Linked DNA regions of Gossypium hirsutum: region 1 is linked to region 2. Evidence: chromatin contacts called from public Hi-C data. All regions are on one chromosome and are shown on one strand. Each heading gives the region's core, a stretch centred on a gene start, on an enhancer-like site or on the middle of the called end of the contact. The rest is flanking DNA. Distances are from core to core; before and after follow the strand shown.

Region 1 (4,478 bases), core at 87-2,586, 180 kb after region 2:
TAAAATTTAACTTTTTATAATTTTTAAATTTTAAAATAACATAAGATTATATTTCATCTTTCAAAAATAATAAAAATTTGATTTAGTCTATATATATATAAGCACCGTTGGATTATAAATTTAGGGCCAGTTCTTCATTCTTAAAAAAAATACTTCTGACTCCAAAAGCACTTTTGGAAGAAAAGTTGTGTAAAACAATCTGTTTTTGACTGAAATTTTTAGCTTTTCAGAAGTGCTTTTGAAAAGCACTTCTGAAAAGGAGAAGCTAAAAATTTTAGTTTTTCCTCTCCCAAAAGCACTTTTGGTGCTTAATTACTTTTTCACCTCTCCAATAACATAGTACTTTCCTTTTTTTTCTTGGTGCTTAATTACAAATGTGTTAAAATCATTAATTAAAAATAAAAAAAATATTTTTTTAAAATACTAATTACAGATATTTAATGATTATATTTAAATATTTAAAATATAGTTTATATATTCTAATTAAATTTTATAAATAATTAATATTTATTGCTTAAAAATATTTTAAATTTATATTTCATATATTAAAATATTAACAACAAGTTATAATAAATTTTTTATATTCTTACTAAAATATAATAATATTAACTAATTTAAATATTATTTAAATGCATATTTGTTACTTGATAATAACATGTCTAAAATGGACATTTTATTTTTCAAAAATACTTTTTGACAGCAATGCTAAACACTCAAATTTTAAACTAAACTTTTCAAAAACACTTTTTCACAGCACTTTTCAAAAGCACTTTTTAAAAGCATTGCCAACTAGCCCTTAATAAATAAACACTTTCCAAATTATCATTGCATATTGATTGAACGAGCGAATAAGAAACAAAAATTATTTGTATTTATCAAAGGATATTGCAATTTTAATACTGATATCTATATATATAGTATATATCACAATTACTTTGGTAAAATTTTTAGTTTTATTTCTATTTTCTTATTAAAAGCAACCAATTCCTCTACAATAATTAAATGACAAATTATATAAATAAAATTTCATAATTAAGTTTAACTTAAGACTAAAAAATGTTGAAAGTAGTGAACTTACAAAAACAAAAATTTTATAATGACAATATAGTAAATTTATTTTCAGATAATTTTACATTTTATTAATTAAATGCTTAAATCTTATATTCTAATTAAATGGATTAAACAAGGTAACCTTGTATCTTACTCATAATATTATATTCTTGTAATTTTATTACAAAAGATAATGTAATTACGAAATTAATTTAAAATTCGACCAAGGTTTAATGCTAAGAGGTTAACCTCCGCAAAAAGCCCAAACATAGAACTCTTAACCCAAGACAATCGAACTTTTCTCAGACTTGAATTAAAACACCAAAATTCACCTTAGAAATTGAAGAAGAATATTCGTATGTGGTTCGATAATCGATCCCTGGTGAGGGAAGGAAGTTCTGTTGGATTTTAGCCACTATAAAAGCGCATCTTTATGCGTCATCAATAAGCCAAGCCGTGATCTCTTTCACTGTGACAAAGGCCTTTCTTGTTTTTCTTTCCAAAAACCAGATACCCAAACCCTAAATTGCTTGCCTTTTCACAATCTACGCACAACCAAAGCAAAGTTCCCATTTTTCCAGATCTGACTAAACTAAACCAATCCTTTAGATCGGCTTAAACCTTTAAAAAGTAAATAAAGACCCAGTTTTTAATATTTTTTCACTAATTATATCTATTTTGAAGTTGGATTAAGTTGAGTTAAAAAAATTCGTTTGTGATTTTACGTGATCACGTTGGATTCTGCGGGATTTAAGCTAATTAGATCTGTTTTTGGGTATTTTTAATTTATATATGTTGTTTTAGCAGTTTAATTTTTTTTATCGGTTTGGGAGCGTTTTTTCTTTTTCCTCAATGGCAGTGCCATCGGGAAATGCAGTTTTATCAGATAAAATGCAGTTTCCTGCTCCTTCAGCTGCAGTAGCTGGCGCCGGAGGTGGTGATGCTGGAGCCGTTGGCGGTGCAGGAGGAGGAGGTGGAGGAGGTGCAGAGTTCAACCAGCACCATCATCGGAATTGGTTTCCCGATGAGCGTGATGGCTTTATCTATTGGTTGCGGGGTGAATTCGCAGCAGCCAATGCTATGATTGACTCCCTTTGTCATCATTTGCGTGAGGTCGGGGAAGTTGGGGAGTATGAAGCCGTCATAGCTTGCATTCAGCAAAGGAGATGTCACTGGAACCCTGTGCTTCATATGCAGCAGTACTTTTCGATTGCTGAGGTTTCCTATGCTCTTCAACAGGTGGCCTGGAGATGTAGGCAAAGGCATTGTGATCATGGGAAAGTTGGGGGAAAGGATTTTAAAAGGTCTGGATTTGGCTTTAAGGGGCATAGGGTAGAGGTGGCCAAAGAAATACAGAATTCTGTGCTGGATACTAATGGGAATTCTACTGTTACCGCTGTTTCAGAGAGAAATGAGAGAGGGAGTGAGAAATATGAGGAACTTAAGTTAGGTGGTGAGTTAGGGAAGGTGGAAGATAAAGGCTCAGTTGTCACAGAGGGTAATATGGTTACATAGTGTTTCGTGTTTATTGCTTTCATTTCGTGTATTTACATTGTGGTGAACATTTGAATTAGGATAGTCAATAATACATTCTATGATGTAGCTTGCTATGTTTGATTATTTGTTCTGATGGGATGATTGAAGCTTGTTTGCCTGAAAGATTTTAAGTGTTGATATCGGTTGACTTTTACTTGCATTCTTGTGAAGAACGATACCTTCTGTTTCAGTTTGTTATGTTTGGTTATCTGTTCTGATGGGATGATTAAAATTTGTAACTTAAGGCTTTTCGGTGGTGACATTGGTGACTTTCACTTGCATTGCTGTGAATGTTGAATTTGTTAGTGAATGATACCATATTTTTCGCAGCTTTTCATGGTTGATTATTTGTTGAATTGCCTTGTGTAATTTGATAAAACTAAATTTGCCTTGTAATCTAGTTGAATCTTTTACACACTAAAAGGTAACGACGCTTATATTATAATTGGGTTTATGATTGAATTGGTTTATATTAACACCTGTAATTGGATCTTTTTCTTTTACCAAATGAAAAGCTAGTTAAAGAAGTTATATTCCTTTTATAACAAGTCTTTTGGGTCTGTTTATGCATTCAATTGTGTCTATTAGGCGTTGACATTACCTAGCAATCTATGATTGCAGTCTATGCTGTTTACTTTCTTTAGTTGAAATTTGATTTGACTCGCTTTCTTCGTTGCTCAGTCTGAATTACGAATGCTGTGTCAGACCTATATTCTGCATCCAAATCTGTCGTTTTAGCATCCGTTCTATGCTCTACAATGCCAAGTGCATGTAACGGAGCTTTTAGCATCTTAGGAGGTGCTGAAATGGAAGCTACGCTTTTAATATTCCCTAGATTTATTTTTCTTAGACTTGAAACTTATCCAAATTGTTTACTTATGTATTGTAGAAAAATCGTCTCTTTCCTGTTTAGCTAGGAACAGCTGGAATAGATTGGGTAGGTATTTAGTGGCTGCCCCTTGATTCAAATCTTGCGATAAATATTGAACTCAGTTCGATCTCTTCAAATAATTCTTTAGATTTTAACATTTAATTTCTCCATTTTTTTTATGTTTATATGTATTTATATTTATGATCTTTCAGAACATGATTCACATCCTGCACAAAATCAGAATGAAAACCAGACTCTGGCATTGCATCCAAAAACTTTTGTTGGTAATGAGATGTTTGACGGAAACATGGTAATGCTTTATAACTTTTATGATGATATTCTGAAATTTTGTATGAACTGATAGATTCTTGCTTCTTTTCCTCCCTATTCTTTGTACTTCTTATGAGCGAAATTTTATTTTAAGGTCAATGTGGTGGATGGGCTAAAATTGTATGAGAAACTGTTTGATGAGAAGGAAGTTTCTGACCTTGTCTCCTTGATAAATGATTTAAGGGCTGCTGGGAAAAGAGGACATTTTCAAGGCAAGTTCTCTTAAAAGTTCTTTTTTTGGGGGTCATTTTAGCACCTAGAGTTTCACTGCTTTCTTTGTTTTCAGCTGAATCCTATCACAATTGATAGGCTTTCAGCGTCGTTGTTTATAGTTTTATCTATCATGCATCTATTCTAGGGCAAGCTGGTAATTAGTAGGGCTGAGTAGGAAAAACTGAAAACTGACCTGAACCGAGGTGTTTGGTCGGTTTATGAAATGCAAGTTAAAAAACTGCGATATCCAAAACTGAACTGAACTGAATTTTATTTTTATTTAATTTATAATTAATTTTAATTTTTTATGAAATAAAACAAATATTTTTTATTTAAAATAGTGAAAAAAGTTAAAAGTTCTATATAAAAATATTCTTCAAAAAATATCTTATAGAAGTTATGATTATTTTTTATTTACTTGGAAAATTGTTTTTAGAAATATTTATGAACAAGACTTTAAAACTTCACAAAAATAATA
Region 2 (4,326 bases), core at 1,013-3,512:
GATTTTTGCTGTGAACTTCAAACCAATCATTTCATAGATCATCTCTCGATCTCAGCTATTCATTCACAAATTATCTCATAACAATTCACGTGTCAAAAGGGCCCCAATCAGGTTCACTAGAATTTGTCATTTACAACCATAAGAATATTCCATACAGTAGCTTCAGTAACTCAAAGCAGTGTTGGGGTTCAGGTTGAAGGCTTTGAATGAAAGCGGATGCAGATAGGAAAAATTCGGAAACTTGGGCAAAGTTCGAATTTTTGTCAGGAAGTTTCAAAGCTGACACTACCAAGTGTGATACTCTACTTGGGATTTCTAAGAACAATTATAACAGAATCCCCCCTAAGGAACATCTTACTGATGAATCTGTCTTTGTTAACAGGAAAGGCCTTCTTCTTGCCTTTACCAGTTTTTGGCACCTATATACCGAATCAAGAAATAATTAGTACCTTTTCAATTAACTGTAAAGAAAATTCATACAAAAGAAAATGAAAAGAAACAAACCTCAGTCCACATCTCCCTGACATTTTCAAGAACCATGTTGCAGTGACGATCAAAGGCTCTCACTCGGCCTAGAAGTTTTTTGTTGTTCCGGCAGTTGATGAGAACCTGCATTAATAAAAATCGAATTCAGTTTCTACATAACCACATTCTCACTAACAAGTAGGTGAGCCATTGCTGGGGAATCAAAAAGATGATCACATTACCTGGGTGTTATTTTTCACACTCATCATCAGAACAGACAGTGGCCCAGTGTTAAATTCCTCTTCCTCGTTCTTGACTGTCTGTGGGAAAATAAACAAACAAGACATGAATATAAGCAAACACGTGCATTTTAGCTGAAAACATATGAAAGAACAAAAAGATAGCATTTATGATAACTTACATCTTCCTCCATTGGTCGACTGCAAAAGAAGAAGCAAACAAATGGAAGGGTTAGTCTATCATGCAAGAAATGAAACAGAACATGAAGAAAAAGTATAAAAAAATTAGTACCTCATTTTCAACTATGGAAGTTCAGCACTATCTCCTACTAAAATCAAAACTAAGATCTGCATAATTCAAGCAAAAACCATTAGAAAACAAAAAAAAACTCAGAAACTCTCAATTCGCTTGAAAATGGTACTGCCGCGTGAAACAGGAATAATTTTCAATGCTTACATACCAAATGAATAGTGAACTCATCCAAAACATTGTAGAAATAAATTTTATAACCATGCACACAAAAATTGCCCAAATGGAAAAAAATTACTATAGCTTAATTATAAATTGCCCAGTCAAAACAAAAACGAAGTGTTATTTCTGAAAAACTGCTTAGAGTCTGAAGTGTCCGACATGGATGCTTCAGAAGAATGAAGAGTTAGTGAAAAAATAACGGAATCTAGCTTTGCAAAGATACAACATAAACCACTGAATCACACAACATCACAGTGAAAAATCTTCTGAAACTCTTTCAGTTCAGGTCTCCATAAATTTTCAGCATATATTAGATCAGGAGAACGAAAAACATCATCAGAGTGACAGAAACCTTCAACTCCTAATCCCAAAAATGTCACGGACAATAACTAAATGTTGACACGCACAGATCCGTATGCACACACATATATATACAAGCTAATTTATACAATAACAGGAGAAAAATGAAGCCTCCTCAGTTCAGGTCTCCAGCAATTTTCCGCATGGAATTTCTCGGAAGAACGAAAGTTATGTTTTCAATCATCCTCAGAGGCAAACATGAAAAGAATCTATCGATGGAAGAAAAGGGAAAATATAAGAATGGTATTTAAATAGCCGAAAAACTAAAAATTCTCTTCAGCTCAGGACTCCATATAGGCTTCAACAAAAAAATTAATTAATTAAAAGATTTAAACCACCAACAGAGACAATTTTCGTTGTCAATTGCAAACTGCAAACCCTAAAAAATTCCGACTGGAAGTAAAAAATGTCGAAAGCCTAGCTCAGGACAACTATGAAAAATTAAGAGAAATGCAGAAATTAAAAACAATAATAGGCCTAAAGTAGATTTTCACCTGATAGGCAATCCGCCGATTAGATCTGATTTGAGGAGAAATGAAGTAGAAAGCCGTTTTATAGACTCCGACGACCAAATAACAAAACCCTAATCCCTTCAAATTAGGGTTTTATGTTATTGGGCTTGAGTGTCCGTCTATTAGCTCCATATTAGGGTTTGGGGCTTTTTGGTTGATTAACATTCGTTGGTTTTAAATTTTGATCTTCTAGTTAGGCTTAATGCTCCCTTTCGCCCTTGAACTATATATGGTTTTTCATTTCGGTATTTAATTTTTGTTTCATCTCATCTTGATACTAAATTTATTATTTTGTTATTCAATTCAGTTCAATTTTTATAAAAATTTTAAAAAGATTGATTGACACATGATACCAATTAAAATGTGCCACATGGCATTCAAATTTATTAAAATTAAAAAAAATTGATAAAATTCAGTGAGACAATCAAAGCAAGTAAATATCTAACTTCACCCCAGATATTGGCTCATGCTCAATTCTTGATGTGGAGTTATGGGGGGTGCATGAGGGATTACGACATGCTTGGGACCTTGGATAAGGAAAGTGATATGGGAAACTGATAATACACTAGTCGTACGCTTACTATACAATAAAGAATAACAAAAATGCCAATTTATGCAGTGTTGAGATCTATCTTTAAACTTATAAAACGAGCTTGGGAAGTTAGGATTTTACATGTCTACAGAGAAAGCAATCGGATAGTTGATAGGATGGCTGCTATAGCTCTCGACGGCCAACTAGGAGTGAAGGTGTTCAGTGAACCACCTCTTAAAATGCTACAAGTTATGCTAGTAGAAGAACAATGTTTTTTACTTGTTCGTAAGGGAACTCCATACCCTTTGTTATTTAGGATATAGTAACTGATTCCATAGATATATGTAGTTCTAAAAAATAATTTATTTATCTTATTATTAATAAAGGATTTCATATATAGTTAGAACAACCCTCACAAATTGCAACTGCTAATTTGTTAAGAATTAATCGAATTGAAGTTGTAGCGTCATCATTTGTTGGAATCAAAATATCTACGAGATTAGGATCACTATTTGTATCGATTAAACAAATTGTTGGAATTCCCAAAGTGATAAATTCTCGAAGAGTCGTATATTCTTCTTGTTGATCAACAATGATTACAATATTAGGCAATCTCATCATATATTTAATCCCGCCCAAATATGTTTGCAAGCGAGATAATTGTCTCTTCAACATAGTTGCATCTCTTTTCAGAAGACAATTGAGTCCCCCCATCTTTTGTTTTGTTCTCAAGTCCTTGAACTTATGAAGCCTCATTTTCGTAGTGGGCCAATTTGTTAACATACCACCGAGCCATTTTTATTTACTTAATGGCACCGAGCCCTTATTGCCACCGAATTAGCGGCTTTATTTTTGGTACCAACAATTAAGAATTGTTTTCCCTTACTTGCTACATCAAAAACTAAATCACAAGCTTCTAATAAAAAACGAGCAGTTCTAGTCAAATTTGTAATATGAATACCCTTACGTTTTGCAGATATATATGGCACCATTCTAGAATTCCATTTCTTAGCACCATGACCAAAATGAACTCCTTTATCACTTTTTACCAAACAAATTAAAAATATATATATTTAAATTTAGATTAAAAAATCAAAAATAGAAAAAGAATATTAAAAGTTAAATATTTTTAAAAAAATATTGACTTTGACTGGTTGTTAATTAGTGTTGACTGGCTATTAATCGATGTTGATCGATATTTCTTTTGAATTTTTAATCTTTTCAAAATTTCAAAATTTTTTAAAATTATATTTTATTGTAATTGTTAAAAATTATTAAAAATTCTAAAATTTATACATTTTGATTTTTTTAATGTTTCAAGTTTTAAATTAAACCTTTTCAATTTATGGACTTTATATTTCTTTAGCTAATTTTTTTTTTCTATTTTTCTATTTTTTGAATTATTATTTTGAATTTTTAGATTTATATTTTTTTAAAATTAAATTTTATTACGAAATTTCTAGAATATATATTTTTGAAAATTTAAAGTGTTTTTTTTTGCAATGTTCTAAAATTTAAATATGTTTTCATTTTATAAAATTTTCAATTTTTATATTTATTATTTTGACATTTTAAAAATTATATTTATATATTTAGAATTTTATAAAATTTTATAAATAATTATTTTGATTTATTAAAATTTTGAATTATTTATATATTGTATAATATTGTTTTTAACATTTTTAATCAATATAATCTACATAATATTTAGAAAAAATTGTTAAAGTGAAATTTGCGACCATACTA

What was found. A called contact is a pair of places that touch in the nucleus more often than the background predicts.
Region 1: a contact with region 2 is called in a Hi-C map of leaf, with 2.6 times the contacts expected there. The contact joins the promoter of LOC107959661 here to the promoter of LOC107903911 in region 2. A contact is called at or near these places in 10 of 34 Hi-C or Micro-C datasets (anther, callus, hypocotyl and 2 more).

What each region holds. Positions count from the first base shown.
Region 1 is chrD05:36,500,557-36,505,034 of Gossypium_hirsutum_v2.1, forward strand. LOC107959661 (RNA demethylase ALKBH10B) reads left to right here and starts at 1,337. Exons shown (of 8, transcript XM_016895761.2): 1 at 1,337-2,548; 2 at 3,476-3,523; 3 at 3,670-3,767; 4 at 3,882-3,999. The coding sequence starts at 1,903.
Region 2 is chrD05:36,317,313-36,321,638 of Gossypium_hirsutum_v2.1, forward strand. LOC107903911 (small nuclear ribonucleoprotein Sm D2) reads right to left here and starts at 2,263. Exons shown (of 6, transcript XM_016830115.2): 1 at 2,031-2,263; 2 at 997-1,052; 3 at 887-905; 4 at 708-785; 5 at 505-609; 6 at 1-419. The coding sequence starts at 1,001. The coding sequence ends at 303. It also overlaps the pseudogene LOC121218045 and the pseudogene LOC121218044.